Linked DNA regions of Oryctolagus cuniculus: region 1 is linked to region 2. Evidence: chromatin contacts called from public Micro-C data. All regions are on one chromosome and are shown on one strand. The core of a region is the stretch at or near the end of the contact, and the rest is flanking DNA. Distances in the headings are between cores, read along the strand shown.

The links. Hi-C and Micro-C count contacts between places; a contact is called where the count stands out from the background.
Region 1: a Micro-C map of ear pinna shows a contact between it and region 2, with 5 times the contacts expected there. The contact joins the promoter of TSPYL1 here to the promoter of RWDD1 in region 2. A contact is called at or near these places in 2 of 6 Hi-C or Micro-C datasets (ear pinna and an unstated tissue).

What each region holds. Positions count from the first base shown.
Region 1 is chr5:54,880,079-54,886,465 of mOryCun1.1, reverse strand. TSPYL1 (TSPY like 1) reads right to left here and starts at 1,746. Exons shown (of 1, transcript XM_002714728.5): 1 at 1-1,746. The coding sequence starts at 1,223.
Region 2 is chr5:54,483,292-54,489,723 of mOryCun1.1, reverse strand. It overlaps RWDD1 (RWD domain containing 1), which reads left to right and starts at 1,748. Exons shown (of 7, transcript XM_008263401.4): 1 at 1,748-2,068. The coding sequence starts at 1,996.

The DNA.
Region 1 (6,387 bases), core at 497-2,996, 400 kb before region 2:
ACACCTTCACGCAACAAGTAGTACTGCAGTGGATTTGGCCACAAGTCCTCTTTGATAATCTCAGCAATTCTGTCAGATTCTGGAAGGCTGTGGTCTGAAAACCAGGTGAAGAAACTGCAGATGAGGTCTTGGTTTCTACGGATGAAGGACTGGGGTTCATGTCCCCTGCGCCATATGATTGGCGTAGAAAGAGACACTACTCTCCCAGAGGATCGGACCTCGTATTCCTTGACAATCAGCTTATTTCTGAAGTAGGGATTTCTTCGAAAGAAGAACTTGAACTTGCAGCCAGTTCGGGGGTGTCTGAGTTCCTTCACCTCCAAATTGGATATGTACCTTAACATGTCTGCATCTTGGCCCCTAATCATGCCGGACAGCTGGGGATGGTTCCGAAAGGCAGTCATCCAGAAACCCGGGATGTTCTGAATGATGTAGTTTCTCCGCTCCAGGTAGTGTCGACGCATTCGCCCAAACTTCTGCTCCAGCTGTTGGAAGGCCCTGTCAGCCTGAGCATTCACAGTGTCCAGCTCCTGTTGGATGGCCTCCAGGGGGTTCATGCGCAGAACCACATTGAGATGCCAGGGCCCTGCCTCCTCCTTCACCTCCTCTACCACTCCGTTTTCCTCCACCACTTCTATTTCTTCACCTGCTGGCTTCTCCACCTCCATCTCCTCCGCCACTACCTGCTTCTCCTTCACGCCTTCCGTCTCCACCACCTCAGCCCTCTCCTCATCCGCGGCTTCTGAGAAGGAGGCACACTTTTCAATCTTCACTTCCTCCGCCTTCGCCCCCACCATCGCCTCACACTCCGACCTCTCTGCGCCACAGCTTTCGAGAGCCTTCTCCTCACCCTGGAAGACATCATCAAGCCTGCTGCGAGTTGCCACCACCATAGAAGCTGCTCCCAGTCTCTCTGAGGGAGGCGGAGCCTCTTCCCGCCCGGCCGTGATCGCTACGGGACCGCGACCCCCAACGACTCGGATCGGGGGAGCATGCCCACAGCTCGCGGGATCCCGGGGTGCGTCCCCCTCCTCTAAAATCTGGGGCGGCGGGAGCGCAACGGACCCCAAACTTCCCTCACCCGTCTCCGCCATCACCTGCGTCGCCTCGGTTTCCTCGCTGAGCCTCAGGCTCTGGTCCGGATCTCCAGGAGGATGTTCGGGAACAGTAAGGCCGAGGGACTGGGGGAGAGAGGTGCTCTCGACCCCATGCAGGCCGCTCATGTCAGCAACGGTTAGCCAGCGGCAGGGCAGAGTCTGTTTTCCTCACAAGCGCTGCGCTCAGAGATGCACTCCCCCTCACGCCCAACCAGCGCTGTCGCCCACCAACCTCCCCACGCAGGCGTCTCCGGGGCGGTGACGTCAGGGCGGTAGATCTCACCGCCTCGCGAGAACTCGCTGCGCCCGAGGATTGGCTCATCCGCTCCCTGCCGCCAAGCGTATTTTCCTAGTTTCGCTACTGAGTTTATCCGGTTGGAAAGGCAATTATATTTACGTAAATAAATGTAGGTCGTCCTCGAAGACCGACGGCAGTGACGACTTTTCTTTCAATGCATCAGGAAACCGCGTCCAGCATATAGGCAGAGTGATTCAAGGGACTTCGGTCCTCACACTGCGTGCCGTCCAGTGTCTGAAAACATGTTTTTGTGGTTTTCAGGGTTTTTTTGAGGCAGAAAGGTAAGTCTATTCCACTACTCCGTCTGGTTGGGATCAAAAATATTTTTAACCAGATGAATAGTGAAATGTTTCTCCTTCCTGAGGTGGAAGTGACGTGACCTTTACCCTCTCCTCAGCAGTTTTTTTTTTTTTTTAACACCAAAGTGATGCATATTATTTACTGCTGGTCTTCAATTTATAATCTGCATTACATCAGAATTTTATTTGCTAAATCTTGTTCCGTGCCCCTTCACTGTTAGAGGGAATGATAGCTATTTACAATGCCATAACTTTGATTTATTAACATGTTTAGTTCTGTAAGATAGGCAAGTTTGGATCCAATGAAATACCTATTCATGGCAATCAACCCAAGAGAGTTCATTTGAAACAGATGTCATGTCTTTGGTTTAGTTTGCTGACTTGTGAGTGAAAGTGGTGTTATCTTGGGGCCTCTACTCACCACCGTTGTTAAGAGGATAATCCAGGTGGTTTTGATGTAGAAAACAAATTTGTGGAATGCAACATGCAGCTGATTGACTTAAGGTGAAAAGCAGTTTTATGTACTGATTTGCCTTGTATGATAGGCTGATGGTCCCCAAAGAGGATCATGTGCTGATCCTCAGAACTTACTAGGTGGCAAAAGGAGCTTTCCAAGTATGGTTAAATTAATGATCTACACAAGTGAAGATTATCCTAGATTGTCCAGGTGGGCCCTGTGGAATTACAATGGCCCAGATAAAAAAGGAGGCAGCGTGTCAGAGAAAATGTGATGACCAAAGCAGAGGAAAGTGAGAAAAATATTATGCTGCTGGTTTTGAAGATAGAGGAAGGAGCAAGGATCCTAGGAATGAGGTAGCCTCTAGGAGGTAGGACGGTAAGAAAACAGATTCTACCCTTGAGCCTCCAAACGAGTGCAGTCCTCCCAACACCTTGATTTTAAGAAGTCGGATAATAAATTGTCACTTTAAGCTATGAAGTGTATGGTTGTTTGTTTCAGAAGTAATCTGAAATAAATCCACCTTGCGTTAGATTTCGTTGCATGTACTCATGCCTCAAGTTGTTTCTAACAGCAGCCTCTTCAGCTTTCTCCATTGCTTCCCCTAACGTCTTGCCTACTAAGTATGCTTTATCACTGCTTGAAATCCTTTGGATATTGAAACCAAAAATGTACTTAGGCAATACACAGACAAAGTTGAAGCCCAAACATACCACAAAAGATATTTGAGAAGACTGAACTGCAGGAGGACAAGATTGTGGTTTATTTACCTCTGTTTACCTAATAACTAACACACTGTCTTGCACAATATTCCATAGATTGTGTTAAATTAAGGAGAAAATGAATACAGTTTCTCCTGATTGCAAATTGGTACTTGTAAAAGAGAAGTAAGGGACTTTTGGATTGTCACCCTGCTTTCGTCCTTATCCACCTCTGGATACTGGAGGGCCACTGTACTGGGCACAGTCCTGGTTTGGAGAATTAATTTCTGCATGTGTGTCAGAGCCTCTAAAAGCATAGAAAAACCACAAAGAAAACTTTTATTTTATAAATAGTTTACATTTGTGTGATCACACTGTATGATAAACTGGGAAGACCAACAGATTTAGGTGAGTTTACATAGCAAAGCCTCAAACTACCAGTACTGTATTTCCAGTTCTTTCCTTTCTAGATAAGCCAAAGTAATGATCTTAGTCCTTACTTCATTTCTCTCTGTAATAGATGTACATGGATTCTGTGCTGCATGGCTGGAATTGCTTTTTGAATAGATAAGAATGAATAATTGAATTTTCTACAAGTCCTCTTTTTTTTTTTTAATTGCCGTAAAACCATCTTCTACCTTGGAACTTGAATAATTTAAGTTAGCTAAAATGGAGACTTTTATTACACTTTGCCTTTCTGTTTTTATTCTTTCAAAGATATTTGAAATTCAGAGTTACACAAAGAGAGAAGGAAAGGCAGAGAGAGAGAGTCTTCCATCCACTGGTTCACTCCCCAGATGGCCACAAAAGCCAGAGCTGCACCGATCCAAAAACAGGAGCCAGGAGCTACTTCCAGATCTCCCATATGGGCACAGGGGCCCAAGGATTTGGGCCGTCTTGTACTGTTTTCCCAGGCCATAACAGAGCAGGATGGGAAGTGGAGCAGTTGGTACTCGAACCGACACCCATATGGGATGCCGGTATGGCAGGTGGCAACTTAACCCACTATGCCAACAGTGCCAGCCCCTGCCTTTCTACTTTTGAGCAGAAAAAAGTACCAGATTTTGGCCAGTTCTATAAGAAATGTCTTTGTCATAGTTGTTATTATGATATTTACAAATGTAATTGGTGGCCAGCGCTGCGGCTCAATAGGCTAATCCTCCACCTGCGGCGCCAGCACCCCAGGTTCTAGTCCTGGTCAGGGTGCTGGATTCTGTCCCGGTTGTTCCTCTTCCAGTCCAGCTCTCTGCTGTGGCCCTGGAGTGCAATGGAGTATGGCCCAAGTGCTGGGCCCTGCACCCACATGGGAGACCAAGAGGAAGCACCTGGCTCCTGGCTTTGGATCAGCGCGGTGCGCCGGCCGCAGCAGCCATTGAGGGGTGAACCAACAGAAAAGGAAGACCTTTCTCTCTGTCTCTCTCTCTCTCTCACTGTCCACTCTGCCTGTCAAACAAACAAACAAACAAAAACAAATGTAATTCGTGCTTCTACTGTAATATTAGGAATGATCTCAATTGTAGATGTTGCACTTAAATGTAGTCAGGACTCTGCTAAATGTAATTTCCCCTACTAGTGTCAAGAGGCTTAGGAGGAACTCTTCCATTTCTTCTTTTAGGCATATTTGAAAAGCTGTGATATGGAATATTTGTAAATGGAAAGTGAGAAAAGTTAATTTCTTCTGATTTAAATTAGATGAATATACTATTGGAGATCCAAATGATTGTAACTCTTCTTTTGGAAAGCTTAAGTTATGATTACTTTTTATTAAGTAGTCAGGACAAGGTCCATTGAAGGACAAGAATTTTAGAAGATAAAGCATGTAGTACATGCTATGTTTTTAAAGACAGAGTCTTTGCTTGGAAAGAAGTGTTTTAGGAATTCAACTTGTACCAAATCTCAATGCAGAGGGAGTTACAGAAGCAGTATAAAATTAATCCAACCTGGGTGAGTTTTGGTTGCATCAACATATGCCTCATTACACAAAAGTTAGTTGAACCTTTTCTTTTTCGGATCAGCGCAGTGCGCCGGCCGCAACACACCAGCCGTAGCAGCCACTTAGGGGGGTGAACCAACGGAAAAAGGAAGACCTTTCTCTCTGTCTCTCTCTCTCACTGTCCTCTCCGCCTGTCAAAAAAAAAATTTATTCATTTATTTATTTGAGAGAGAAAGGGGGAGACAAAGGAAGATCTTCCATCTGCTGTTTCAATCTCCAGATGGTCGCAATGGCCAGAGCTGAGCCAGGCCGAAGCCATGAGCCAAGAGCTTCTTCTAGGTGTCCCCCATGGGAGGCAGGGGCTCATGTACTTCCACTGCTTTGCCCAGGTCATTAGCAGGGAGCTATATCAGAAATGGAGCAGCTGGGACTCAAAATAGCACCCAGATGGGATGCTGGAGTCGCCACTTTACCTGCTATGCTATAGCGTCAGCCCCTAGTTGAATCTTTTCTAATGTGGTTCTGTTTTGCCACACAGGAGAAAAAAAAATATGGTTACTATTTCCTATAGAAAATTCCATTTACTATACTAGGACTGTTTCTTATAAAATTTTTTCTCAATCTTTTTATACCAAAAAATCCTTAAAAGGATATGTGTCTCTTTTCTATCACACAGGTTATTTTGCTGAGACTTTCTCTTTCTAGGCAGATATTGCCCGTTCTCTAAGACCAACCACAAATCGATCTTATGTTAGAATGTACAATGAATTAAATGTCAACCAGTTGACACTAGCAGTTAACTAAGTTAACCAAGGTCATGCATATAATGACTGCTAAATTTCTTCTTCCATCTCCTGGATATAGCTTTCCTTAACTACTCAATGAACTTGTTAATCTTACTCTTCTGAATTTCTATAACTGTTTTATGAGCTATGTAGCCATGCTGGCAATTTAGCACTTATATTCTTCCTCTTAGTGACTCTGGTTGTCTCTTATATTGCAGTCTCCTCATCCTAGCATTCCAGTATCTTCCCATGGGATTTTAGCACAGTTGCTGCTACTTTCACATTTACTCAGTATAACATAAAACTTGGATTTTGGTACATTCCTAAGAAAGTATTCTGTTTGACTACAATAAAACCCTAAATTATCTTAGAAAAACTAACCGCCTGTCTATAATGGCATTATATTATTTGAAAGAGGAATGTATTTGGCTATGCTTTTTGTGTGACATTTCTGTACTTCAAAATATAAGATATATTGATACTTGACAGAGCATTTGTGTGACAATAAACCCTACTACCCAAAAGATGGTTGAATATTTTGTAATACGGTTTTATCCTTAGGAAAGCATGAAGTATTCTCTACCTATCAAGGAATCACATTCTTCAGGAATGATTTCTCATTGGCAGGAAGTATAGCAGAAATTCAGACATTTTTGTTTTGCATTAATTTCTAATTACAGTTAATGATAGCTTTCACTTAGTTACTTCGTTACTTCTTCTGGTGTAGTAGCCACTGGTATTAACACCATTCCATGTATCATACCTTCTAGTTTTCCTAAGAGTCCTGTGATGTAATGCTATTATGACCTTCATTTTA
Region 2 (6,432 bases), core at 499-2,998:
GCCATTATGACCATTTGGAGAGTGAACCAGAGGATGAACCTCTCTACCTCTCTCTGTCTCTGCCTCTCTGACTGTAACTCTGCCTCTCAAATAAATAAATCTTAAAAAAAAAAAATTCCCGGATGGTGTTACTGAAATTCACCACCTAATTGCTCTCTTTTTTACAACCTATATCAAATCCTAACAGCTCTCTCTCTTTAAAATATATTCAAAATTCGATGACTACTTCACTACTATTATTGCTGCTCCAGTCCACATCACCATTCTTTTGCACAAATTATTCCTATATTTAGTCTCTACACTTCCAGATTCTGTCTCCCTTAAGTAAATTTTCATCACAATAACCAGTGTTGTCCCAAAAGTATGAAAATAGGGTCAGATTATCACTCTTTTGTTTCAACATTACAGTGATCTGATGTAAAACAAAGGGATGCAGGAGCCACAGGCGGCTGCTTAATCCTCTGTGTCACAACGCCGCCGGCCCCTAGAGCTTTCATGATTAAGGAGCATTTTATTTGAAAAGTGTTTCCCATATTAAATGAGTGAAACCAGCTTTAATACAGAAAACAAAAATTTTTTTGACTTAACATCATAATGTAACAAACATAGGTTCCTTTTTTATAAACAAAAGTACAAACCTAAAAAGTTCAAAAAATGTTCATCTGGGGCCTTTTGGGGCCTGCATTGTGATGTAGCAGGTATAGTCACTTCCTGCATCCCTGGGATCCTATATAGGCACTGTTTGGAGACCTGGCTGGTCCACATCCGATCCAGCTCCCTGTTACTGCACCTGGGAAAGCAGCAGCAGATGGCCCAAGTGCTTAGGCCCTTGCATCCACGTGGGAGACCCGGAGAAGCGCCTGGCTTTAATCTGGCCCATTGCTGATTGCTGTGGCCATTTGGGGAGTGAACCAGTGGATGGAAGATTTCTCTGTCTCTCGCCCTCTCTCTGTATCTCTTTCAAGTAAATAAATCTTTTAAAAAAAAATTAGTCTAAAACGTATTGCTTATTTAGCCACATTCTTAGCTTTTGCCATTATGGTTCTCTGACAATCTTTGCAATTCCTTCAGTGAACAGATGACAGACGCAAATACTTTATTTTCGTATGTGTCTTAAATGCATACATTTTGTGTATGCATCTACTTTGCATGTTATTTACACTGTTTGTTCTGAGAAGTGATTATCACCAAGTCCAAGGTACCGAACGCATATCAAAATTTACTGACATCTACATCTCCTTCATGGACTCACAGAAATAATCAGATATTTTAGGTCTACGTTCAGTGGCGCTGACTTCACAAAAGGCAGGCTGGAGACCTCGGGCCCAGGAGCAGCTTTCTCCGGTTCCCCTCGACTTAGCCCAGGGGCCCACCCTCCGGACTCGCCCGGCGCGGACACACAGCCTGGCTCAGCAGCTCCTACACTGGCCCCTGCCGCTCGCCCAACTCCCGTGGGCTGTCGGGCAACGTGCAGTCCAAGAAAAGCCCCAACACACGCGAACCCCACCACCAGCAGACACCACAGGGCTCGCCGCCTACGACTCCCTTTTCCGGCACTCGCCTCACCGCCCCGCCCAGGCGCGCGAGGCCGGCCGCCAGCCCGGACGCATCGAGCGAGGACGCCGGGCTCAGGGGCTTTTCACGCTCCGGCCCTACTACACCCAGGAGCCGGCCCTGGCTGTTCTTGGCGAATGCCTGACCGGAAGGTCCAAAGTCCCAGCAAACCCCGAGCTGACGTGAGGCAGGCGGCAAAGCGGCGCCCTTCCGGAGTAGGCAGATTAAATCGAACGCCGATTTGGGGAGCAAACGGAGGCCGGCTCTGGGCGGGTATCTCAGCTGGCCCGGCCTGGCTGTGGGCCCCAGGCCTCCCCGGCTGGGGCTCTGCGCCTGCGCTCGCCCGACGGCCGCCTGCCCTCCCTGCTCGGCCGCGCTCTCGCCTGCAGCGCGCCGCCTGGGTGTCTGCGAGATCCATGGGCGGACGCCGCGAGAGCCAGGATGACAGATTACGGCGAGGAACAGCGTAACGAGCTGGAGGCCCTGGAATCCATCTACCCTGACTCCTTCACAGGTGACTTTCGCGGCCGGGATCCCGAGGTGGAGTGAGGGCGGGCAGCCCTGGGCCTCCCGGGCTGGGGAGGAGAAAGGGGCGGCGAGGTGGTGCGGTCGCCTCGCCCGCCGCTCTCTCCAAGTTCTTCAGTTATCAGTAACTCAACGACTGTTTCGCCCTCCCCGTGGGTTCCCTGCAGTGTGAAAGTCCGGGTGACACCGGTGAGGTCCGCAGGGTGTCAGGCCTGGATTTGAGTCCCGAACACTTGCGTTGTTGTGTAACCCTCGGCAACCTCAGATTTGGTGGAATCCACGAAAAGACGGTGCCCCTGGATCAGTTTTCCAGGCACCGCAAGGGTGTTCGTTTCCACGTAGTCCCCTTTATTGAAGTAGGCGCTGTTTTTCATGCGATGGTGTTTTAAAGTTTGTGTGTGCGCTTCGCAGTTCCCCAGAATCAATTTTGGGAATCGCGTGGTCCCTGAAGTCTGTCGGCTTTCTGGTTTTTTTTTTTTTAAAATAGATATTCTAGCATTCTGCAGAGTGCCTGTTGAATGGTGTGGCCCACATTTCAGTTCCACTGTGGATTCATCCCTTGGTAACCTGGAAGGGAGAGTAGATGTCTCCTGGCCTGTGACGCCCCCCGCTACCAGCAAGGGAATGGAGGCTCAGGAAAAGTAAGCGGCTGTTCTGGGTCTTCCAGCGGGACTAGCACTGGGAGTTAGGTCCGGAAATCTTTCCTCTTCTTTCACCTCCCAGAGAGGGGGGACTTGCGCTCCTGTCCCAGCTGAGATGGCAAGGACCTGATTACTTGGTGGATTGGGCTGTCTAACGTAAAACATTAATGAGAAGTTCATCAGGTGTATTTTTAAGATTTTTCTATGTTAAACATGCTTCAAGTGATTCTGAAAATGCTATATGATAACTGTATTCGTGTCACTTATCTGAGATTTAAGAAGCAGTCTAGTAAATCCTATATGAGTGTGTAGACCTTAGCTTTGTAGGATGTAGGTTCCCCTCCCCTCCTTTGAGTGTAGTCCATCTTTGTTAGAATTCACAGTGTAAATTATGTTGCTTTCCCTCGTGCAATAGTCCTTCTCCCTTTGCTTGTTTAGTTTTTTCTTGGCTCCACCTTCTGTCCACTGCTTGCACCAGTAGCAGATTTTGTTCTGCTTTGCCAACAGGCAGATGTCTGTCAGTTTTCCCGATGGAGCGCCAGTGCTGTTCGTACTCTCTCTGACCTGAAGTACAGCTGAGAGAGGGGTTTGAGAGTGTCATTAACTGCGTGAGTGTATATGAAGTCTGGCTCCGTTTTCTGTCCTTGCTTCTTTGTCAATGTTTAAATAAATAAATCGATTGTAGGGCCTGTTGTTGGTTGTGCTCTTAATCATGATGATTGATTATTTCTTCTACTTTGGAGTTACAGCAAGTATGGACGCTGTAGGCACAGTCAAGAAGGCAGAGGATATGCTATTCTTTTCATCTCTTTGGATGTAACGGTATCCCTGATATAAGCATTTACAAAGGTGCTACATTTTAAACCTTCGAACAGCCTTGTGAATGTTTTAAATTGCACAGGGTGCTGGCAGCCCTGGTGTAGTTCAGCATGTGAAATTCTTGTCAGATACACAAATGCTTTGAGCATTCTGACCCAGGGTAATAAAGGATAGTTTATAAATCTTTTGATGCAATCAAGTATTCTGCAGTAACTCATGAGCCCATCTGTCTGTAATTCCTGGTAGCATCCCTACCAGCTTTGCAAAAAATTCAATTAAGATGTTTTGATTTCCAGTGCTTAGGGAACTTTGCCTTACTTGTGATTATGTTCATTAAAACACTTATTCAGGGAAAAGGCAAAGGACTTTGAAATGAGATGTTTCTGTGTTTAGTCGTAGGAAATTTTGGGGATTTGCCAAGTTTGCTGATTTATAGCCCTTTATGTTTCCATACTTTAATATTTTCATGCCGTGTTTAAGAAAGAGAGCTTGCTTGTATCAGTTTGCCAAAGAATACTAATTGGTAGTTTTCTAACTTCATTTCCAGCCACAGTTCTGGGTTTGGTATATGCTCACTGTTACTGTTGAAGGACATAGTATACTTTTTTTATTTTTTAATGAATGACTGAATGCTTGACAAAGAATCATTTGTTGAGTACACATCACCCCACATGGATGCTAAGGAGTCGGTCTATGAATCTTCTTTGCCTAATCTCAGAATTAATTGCTTGACTGTTTGCAAAGAACTCTTGGTCCAATCTTGCATTTTTGTGAATTATAACAAATCATAATATAATTTCTTCTTTTTGCCTGTTCTATTGCTTGATTACACATTGATCCAACCATCCTAACAAATAGCCTTAAAACTATAAACGAACTCTCCTAACACCACATTCTCCTTCAGTTGTGCTTCACTTGACAAGGTCCTGCTAAGGTAATCGAACCTGGTTGTTTCCATTTCTGTATCAAAATCGCTACCTGTGGGCATTTTGTTGGAAAAAATTGGTGGCATCAGGTCAACCATAGCCAAATTCCTTTAATTTTGTTTGCTTTACAAAGAGGGGTACATGATCCTCTATTTGCTGTATCAGTACCTCTTTATAACAGCTGTTTAAAGTTGTAATTGCATTCTTAGAGGGAGGAGGAAGTCATATTGTAAAAGCAGTTTTTCTAAAACAGTACTATTGGAAAGGACAAACATTCCCTAATGACCAAAGGAATTAATTAATTACTTAATTAATTTTTAAAGATTTATTTATTTATTTGAAAGTCAGAGTTACAGAGAGAGAGAGAGAGAGAGGTCTTCCATCCACTGGTTCATTCGCCAGTTGGCCACAATGGCCGGAGCTGTGCTGATCCGAAGCCAGGAGCCAGGAGCTTCCTCCCGGTCTCCCACACAGGTGCAGGGACCCAAGGACTTGCGCCATCTGCCTCTGTTTTCCCAGAGAGCTGGATTGGAAGTGGAGCAGCTGGGTCTTGAACCGGCGCCCATATGGGATGCTGGCACTGCAGGCGGTGGCTTTACCCGCTACGACACAGTGCCAGCCCCCAAAGGAATTTATTTTAATATAAGCTCTCCAGTTCTTTATGAAAACTTAAGATCGTTTGGATATCCTTTTAGAGTACTTTTTGGCACAGCTGCATCCATTTTTTTTTTTTTTTTTTTTGGTGACAAAATCCTTAGTTCTGTTTCATCATGATCTTCCTTATATTGCCTGACATCTCTTCCGCTCTTCGATTAGTCCTTTCGCTATGTCCAACAGCCTTACTCTTTTTCTCGAAAGCATTTTGATTCACTCATAATGGTGGAAGTCTGGTGTTTTTAATGGAGACTATCTTTTCTCTGCTTACCCCAGCTCCCAGTAATGCACTGGAAAGGGATTATTCCTTCATCAGAACTCAGGAATCATTCATTGTTTCAAACCCATTATATAACAACTTTCTAATCCTCATTTTAGTTATCACTCAATTTTGTACTTTTCTCAGCTATGACAGAAAAAAATAACATTGATATTTTAGAAAAGTAAAAGTTTATTGCCCTTGCACATAAAAAAGAGTTCTGACAGCGTCAGTCTAAAAGTTCCTCAGGGACCAGGCATCTTCTGAGTGAGCTCTCTGCCATCCCTAAGATGTGGTCTCTCATCCATGGTCAAGATGAGAGCAGCATCCCATTTCCAGGCAGGGTGATATATAAAGGAATGAAGAAAAAAGTGAAAGCAGTTTCTTTTTTTAACTTTTATTTAGTAAATATAAATTTCCAAAGTACAGTTTATGGATTACAATGGCTTCTCCTCCCCCATAACTTCCCTCCCACCCGCACCCCTCCCATCTCCCGCTCCCTCTCCCATTCCATTCACATCAAGATTCATTTTCAATTATCTTTATATACAGAAGATAAATTTAGTATATACTAAGTAAAGATTTCATCAGTTTGCACCACACAGAACATAAAGTGTAAAATATTATGTTCTGTGTAAAATACTGTTTGAGTACTAGTTATAGCATTAATTCACATTGGACAACACTTTAAGGACAGATCTCCCACATGAGGAATAAGTACACAGTGACTCCTGTTGTTGACTTAACAATTTGACATTCTTGTTTATGGCGTTAGTAATCTCCCTAGGCTCTAGTCATGAGTTTCCAAGGCTATGGTAGCCTTTTGAGTTTGCTGACTTCGATCTTACTCAGACAAGGTCATAGTCAAAGTGGAAGTTCTCTCCTCCCTGCAGAGAAAGGTACCTCCTTTGATGGCCCTGTTCTTTCAACTGGGATCTCACTCGCAGAGATCTTTCATTTAGGTCCTCTGGTTGTTTTGTTGTTGTTGTTGTGTTTTTTTTTTTTTTTTTTTTTTTGCCAGAGTGTCTTGACTTTCCATGCCTAAAATACTCTC